Regions from separate parts of the Zea mays genome. Here region 1 is linked to region 2. Evidence: chromatin contacts called from public Hi-C data. All regions are on one chromosome and are shown on one strand. Each heading gives the region's core, a stretch centred on a gene start, on an enhancer-like site or on the middle of the called end of the contact. The rest is flanking DNA. Distances are from core to core; before and after follow the strand shown.

Region 1 (3,159 bases), core at 500-2,999, 210 kb after region 2:
ATCTGGGCTTGCGTCGATCCGATCTTGTGTTGATCCATTTCACTAAGCGTTCTTCCCCAGGCCCACGAAGGAATGACCTCGCGAATTATTGGGCCCACGGAACTTTCGTGAGGTCTTTTATCCTTCTGGTGGACTCGGGGGATATCCGTCCTCCACAGCACCGAACCATCTACAACGAACTCGACGCTCTAAGTCTTGAAGACAAAATCATTGGACCTCGGTTCGATGGTGCACTAGACCTCGGTCTAACGATTGCTTCAGCTCCAATAGTAGACCGCAACAGCTAGCTGACGTGGCATAGGGTCCGGACGTCCGGTGGCGCACCGAAGCGGTCCGGTGCCAGCCTAGATGGAAGGTCCAAATCAACATCCTAGAGATAGCGACACTGGTGGAGGTCTGGTGCTCCCTCGTAGAGTAGAATTTCAACAATTCTTCCAATGACTCTATTGGCTATTTGGGGCTATAAATATCTCCTTCAGCCATGTCGAGTACCTAAGCATCCCTAGAGCAAAGGAACACTCCTATACACTTGCACACATTTGGTTCATTCTAGAGAGATCTGAGCACTCATTTGTGTAAAACTAGACATCCTAGCAATTGTGTGCTCCTGAGATCTGTTTTTTGATGTTGTGTGATGCATTCATACTTTTATTAGGCCTTATGGGGTATTTAGATTCTCCAACTCTATGTCATATCAAATATTTTGAATAATAGTTAGAAATATTAAATATAGTCTAATTATAAAACTAACTACACGGATGAATACAAATACATTAAACCTAATTAGTCAATGATTTTCTCATGTGATACTACAGTAAATATTTACTAATTATTAATTAATTACGTTTAATAAATTTGTCTTATCATTTAGTCTTCGTCTATATACTTAGTTTTATAATTATATTATATTTAATATTAATAATATTATTTTAAACATTCGATGCGACATTAGTATTAGCTAGACTGGAGGTAATATCACTATAGTTCCATTATTTATTAACGTCATATCAGCATGGCAAGTTAGTGACATGCTCACGCATCCTCACTCCGCTACCGTACCGCTGCTAGCTACAAAAAAGCCTACAATGCGTCAATGCGGCCGCCGCGATTCCGCGAATGGCAGGCTACCGCAACGCCTCGTTGCCTGCCGCACACGTCCAATGATTCAAGTGGATCGACAACCGGACAAGCCCGGGCACGTGTCCGGACAGCACGCTGGGAGGTGGCTCCGCTCCACCACTGTTCTTCAGCTTGGTCCGGGCCCTCTGTTTGTATAGGGTCAATCTGTCTTAATGGTTGACCAAGTCAATCAACAGCAGTGGGCTAGAGCCTACTACTACAACTGACTTGGTCGGGCCACTGAACAAATCACGCCCGAACCAGCCAGCTTTTAGTGAAAAATCCAACATAATATATGTCAGTTTTTTCGCTTGGTTTTAATCTATATCAGCTTTAGCATTTTGTCTCTATAAACTAGAGGTACAACTAACTTTAATCTAAAGCGAACAATTATCAATGATGGAACCACTGTAACATCCTTTGGAACGTAAGAATTTTATAGAAATTATATAAAAATTTCACAAAATCAGTTTATTTTCTCATGAAAACATAGGAACAGGAAAAAAAATCCCACGTTCTAAAAGGAGGCCTATACTATGTCGTAAACACAATTGCCATTTCTCACCCTTCACCTTGATTCATCATTCACGCCAGTACGCCACGCCTCCGCGTTCCACGTTCCTTCTCGTCTCTACGTCACCGTAACCTCCTCCACCCATCCCCGTTCTCACGCGGCTCGCTCAGGGCTCGAGCGTCTCCCCATCGGAACCCTAATCCTCTCTTTCCCTACTCGCGGAAGCCAACTCCACCGGCAGGGGAAGCGGAAGGGAAGCACCTCGGCCCCGGCAAGATGGTGCTCGCACAGCTGGGCGGGAGCATCTCCCGCGCCCTGGCGCAGATGAGCAACGCCACGGTGATCGATGAGAAGGTGCTCAACGAGTGCCTCAACGAGATCTCGCGCGCGCTCCTACAGGCCGATGTCCAGTTCAAGATGGTCCGCGACATGCAGGCTAACATCAAGCGCATCGTCAACCTCGAGGCGCTTGCCGCAGGCACCAACAAGCGCCGCATCATGCAGCAGGTAAGGGGCGTACTCGTTTGTCGCCTCATCTGCCCAATCCGCGCCCAATTCGTCAAGAGCTTCGAGGGATTTCTGTGTAATTCGGGGTTAACCTGTGCATCTCGTTGATTGCGTTAATTGATATCAGTTTTTGTTGCTGTAGGCTGTCTTCACGGAACTCTGCACCATGTTAGATCCCGGGAAGCCTTCTTTCACTCCCAAAAAGGGCAAGCCAAGCGTAGTCATGTTCGTTGGTCTGCAAGGTCAGTCTTCGTGTCGCTACATTATGTCTGATGCTATGGTAGTTGCACGTTTGCTCGTGTGACGTTTGGCAAATGGTTTTATTTGTTCAAGAAGATCATGAGTTGTTAAAACTTGTTTTTATTACGATCTAGCATAATTAGATTGTTTTGGACTTTGTGGATTCGTTTTTTTACAATAAACTGGCCACTGTCCTGCACCGATATTAATTTAAATGAAACCGTTCAAATCATTTTACAGCTCATAATGATGTCGACAGTGAGATTAGTTACCTCCAGTAATCCAACTCATAAACTTCAATTACTTAACCTCTTACATATATTAGTATTTTTTTCTTGAAGACACAAGAGAGCTGCGCATAATTATATTATAAGAAAGAAAAAAGGATGAAGGGGCATTACAAACAAACAAACCACACACACCCAGATCAGTGTGCCTTTGTACAAAGAGAACACCACGACCAAATCTCAAACTACACTTGGTACAAGCCACAAGGGCTGTGAGGTAAGAAATTCCTTGAAGCCAGCCAGCATTCATAGATGAATCTCCCTACTAGCAAGTAACAAAGCTCTTGCGATGTTTGGAGATGCCCCATGGGACACACACTGATTACGGTGACACAAGTCCAATCACCAAGAATGACGAGGGTTAATTACATTGTTAATTCCCCAGTTTTGCTCATGCTTGTGTGGGGTTCATACTGTATCAAGGTCGTAAATGCCTGATGGCTACTCCCGATAGGGCCAACATACTTAGAAAATTGCACACTTTGTTATCTA
Region 2 (3,308 bases), core at 526-3,025:
AGCTCAATGAGGGGCAGTAAATATGCACGGGCATGCCTATAAAGATAGGATAATGTATCTCTCCGCTGATAAAAAAATGCTGTAATGACATTGCCAGCATCAAGGAAATACAGTTAACCCAGAGTCCCAGACAGTAGCCCCACTCCTACAATGATCTACCATCAGGCCAAATTAACTATTTCTAAGGTCATTTTACCATCCATAAATGTGTAGCCCCACTCCTACAATGATCTCCTATTGATAATTTCCATCAATTTGTAGTGGGCACTGAAATGACTAAGAAAACCACCAAGTGAAGCGCTGACGTCCAATGGAACTATGTAATCATTTAGACATATTATGTTTGCAGAGTAGCAGACTAAACAGAATAACACACAACTTGGGGTCATTCAAAAGTGCAGGTGTGTGTATATATAAGCATGGGTGTGTGACAATTCCCTGATTGGAAGATGGGGCAAAATGAACTTACGATACATATACATTAACATACATTATGGATCAGTCATATACCACAATAACATCCATCCCTTTGTTTTGCTCACATCCCAGATGAGTCAGCACCCATTAGCAACAAGGCACGTACAATTTGCTATAGTTTCAGGCTTTGGACAGCAGGCTAATTTCTAGACTTAGGGCTAGTTTGGGAACCCCATTTTTTTAATGGGTCATTTGGATCCCTTCATTTTAGAGGAATTGGAATTCACTTAATAAAGTAATCTATTTAGCTTGGAATTTGACATTTCATCACTTTCCAAAGTTTTGATATAAGTTTATCTCAAATTTATGGGGTGGATGATAAGAAATGATTTTATGTTTTAGTAGAATTTGTTTCTATTCTGTAACTTACAAGACGATCTTCGACTTACTCCTCTGTAGTAAAAATATAGCGCATAAATATCTCAGACATCTTGCTAATAATAGTATACTGATATATTTTGCATAAAACCAAATTAGTTTGATTGATATATGACTAAATTATTATTATTAGAATGGAATTCAATTCCAATGATCCAAATAGGGCGTAATGGTTTTCTATTTTCCTAAGAGAAATTATTTCATTTTTACTTGAGAAAATAAAAAAACTTTAAAAATAGAGTTACCAAAAAAATAGAGTTACCAAACAGTGTTATTTGTTTGGCATTATAATCTGTCCAGATTATAGATTATGTAATATAATAACTTATTTTGAATTAAGAGGTGCCCTTATCATCTATTCATCTGGACAGAGAAAAAAGAACGCAATGGAGAGGAACTGCAAAATACCATTCCCAGCGCACCTGTCGCACGGCACCGGGTCGCCCTGAAGGAGCACATCAAAGAACATAACAAATCCATAACATAGACCAGCAGACTACAGTGCCATTCATGCATTCTGCAAGAAAAGGAAACCGAAAAAGCCAGAGGAGACCTTGAGGCCGAGGACGAGAGAGAGGGAGACTGCGGATACGACGGCGGCGGCTATGATGATCGTCTGTGTGTCGATGGGCCTGAGCAGGTCGCTGCCGTAGCCGTAAGGGGCCGCGGCAAGGGCCTGCGGCGGCTGAGAGGCGACTCGGAACGTAAGCGGGGCTCCGTAGTGCCGACTTGAGGCGAAGGATGGTGCAGCGGGGGAGGCGGCTGTGCGGCGCAGTGAAGCAGAGGGGCAGGAAGAGGCGGGGCAGAGGAGGGAAGCCATGGGATGGGAGGAAAGCTGGGTGCAAATGCGGTGACGTGGCAGTGATAGGAGGGCGTTGTTCGGATAATTTCTTTCCCTTTCTCTCATTTCAGTTAAGTGTGGCTCCCAACATTTTCTAATATTTACTCCCTCCATCTTTAAATAAATTGATTCTTCCGATCTATACTAGTCAAACTATCTTCAAAATTTTATTAAGTGTTATACAAAATAATAATATCTATGATATAAAATATATATATTATAACAATATATTTTAAAGCATGTCTAATGTAGTAATTTAATGTTATAAAACGATTTTTATAGGCATTCGATCAAAGTTTTAAAAAATAAATTTTATTAATTTATTAAAATATTATAATTTGATAATCAAATTTTAAAATATATGCACAAATAGGACTAAAAGGTGCAAAACTTGAAAATGAAGGTGCAGCAGGAACCATAGTCCTAATCAAACCACCATAGGCCTAATCAAACCACATTAGATCTTACTAACAACTAACATATAACTCTTGTTAATGCTACGTTCTCTAGGAGCGAAGAGATCGATTGCGACAGCGGCACGAGTGATGAGAGGGGAAAGGGGCGTCAGTTTTGTGCGGGAGGGGGAGATTAGGGATAGCGGGATCGCGAGGTGGTGGAGACTAAGTATAGAGATGATCTAAATAATATTGTTGATTAAATTTAAGTAAGTAAAAGAGAGAGAGTTATCTAACTATTATGAACTGTTGGTTTGATGGTGTGTTAAATTTAGATACATTTATTTGGTGGATTTAGTGGAGGTTATAAGTGTGTGATAATTTGGTTGAATAAATTTTACAAAGTTTAAACCGATAAATTATATAGTGGTATGGACTGTATCTTACGGATAATGAAAAGGCCTAACTAAACCACGTTGGATGAGGATGCACATAGGTTTCTTACGGTAAACCAAATAGGCCATAAAATTCTTTGTCGTTTAGATAAAAATTAGAATAGTTAATAAAACAAAGATAAAAGTTAGGACATGGAAGGAAAAGTGCAATATGAAAGAGAAGACAAATAAAACATCTGTGGCGTTTGGATAAAAGTTAAAAAACGGAAAAAAAATGCAATAGCAAAGAGAAGAGGGGATATAGTGTAGAGGTATAGCCAATATATGTTATGTCAGTATACGAGAATATTAATAGACTTTTAGGGTACAAGACTATTAGCAGTGGTTTATATACTAGAGGGTTGGCATGTTAGAGAAGAAAGACTTATCCTAGTTACTATCATCTGATGGTGTTCCATCCATGTATGTGTGGAAATCAGATCATATGTGAACTTGATCATGCTTCTGGTATATATATAAGAATGTATGGCTACTTCTATTATATCATCATATTTTTTTCTATTGTACCGTGCGTCTAGTGTAGAGATGTCAATAGAGGAATTCCCAATCGGGAAATGGCACTCCATCCCCGTCTCCATGAGGAGAAAAAAAAATCCCCATCCCCATCCTCATAAATGTTCATAGGTGATCTTTTTCTCTCATCTCTATCCCCGCATAGAGATTTAGGAAGCCATCCCTATTATGAAATACAATATTTGAAGACAATTAAAAATTGATTATATCAAATCAATATAAATTGATTTAAAATAACAAGAGACATCT

Evidence for each region. Hi-C and Micro-C count contacts between places; a contact is called where the count stands out from the background.
Region 1: a Hi-C map of ear shows a contact between it and region 2, with 1.8 times the contacts expected there. The contact joins the promoter of LOC100274376 here to the promoter of LOC103636608 in region 2. A contact is called at or near these places in 5 of 25 Hi-C or Micro-C datasets (ear, leaf and tassel).

The regions. Positions count from the first base shown.
Region 1 is chr8:179,236,970-179,240,128 of Zm-B73-REFERENCE-NAM-5.0, forward strand. LOC100274376 reads left to right here and starts at 1,750. Exons shown (of 9, transcript NM_001148736.1): 1 at 1,750-2,140; 2 at 2,283-2,382. The coding sequence starts at 1,910.
Region 2 is chr8:179,031,851-179,035,158 of Zm-B73-REFERENCE-NAM-5.0, forward strand. It overlaps LOC103636608 (protein disulfide-isomerase LQY1, chloroplastic), which reads right to left and starts at 1,776. Exons shown (of 4, transcript XM_008658967.4): 1 at 1,409-1,776; 2 at 1,264-1,300. The coding sequence starts at 1,762.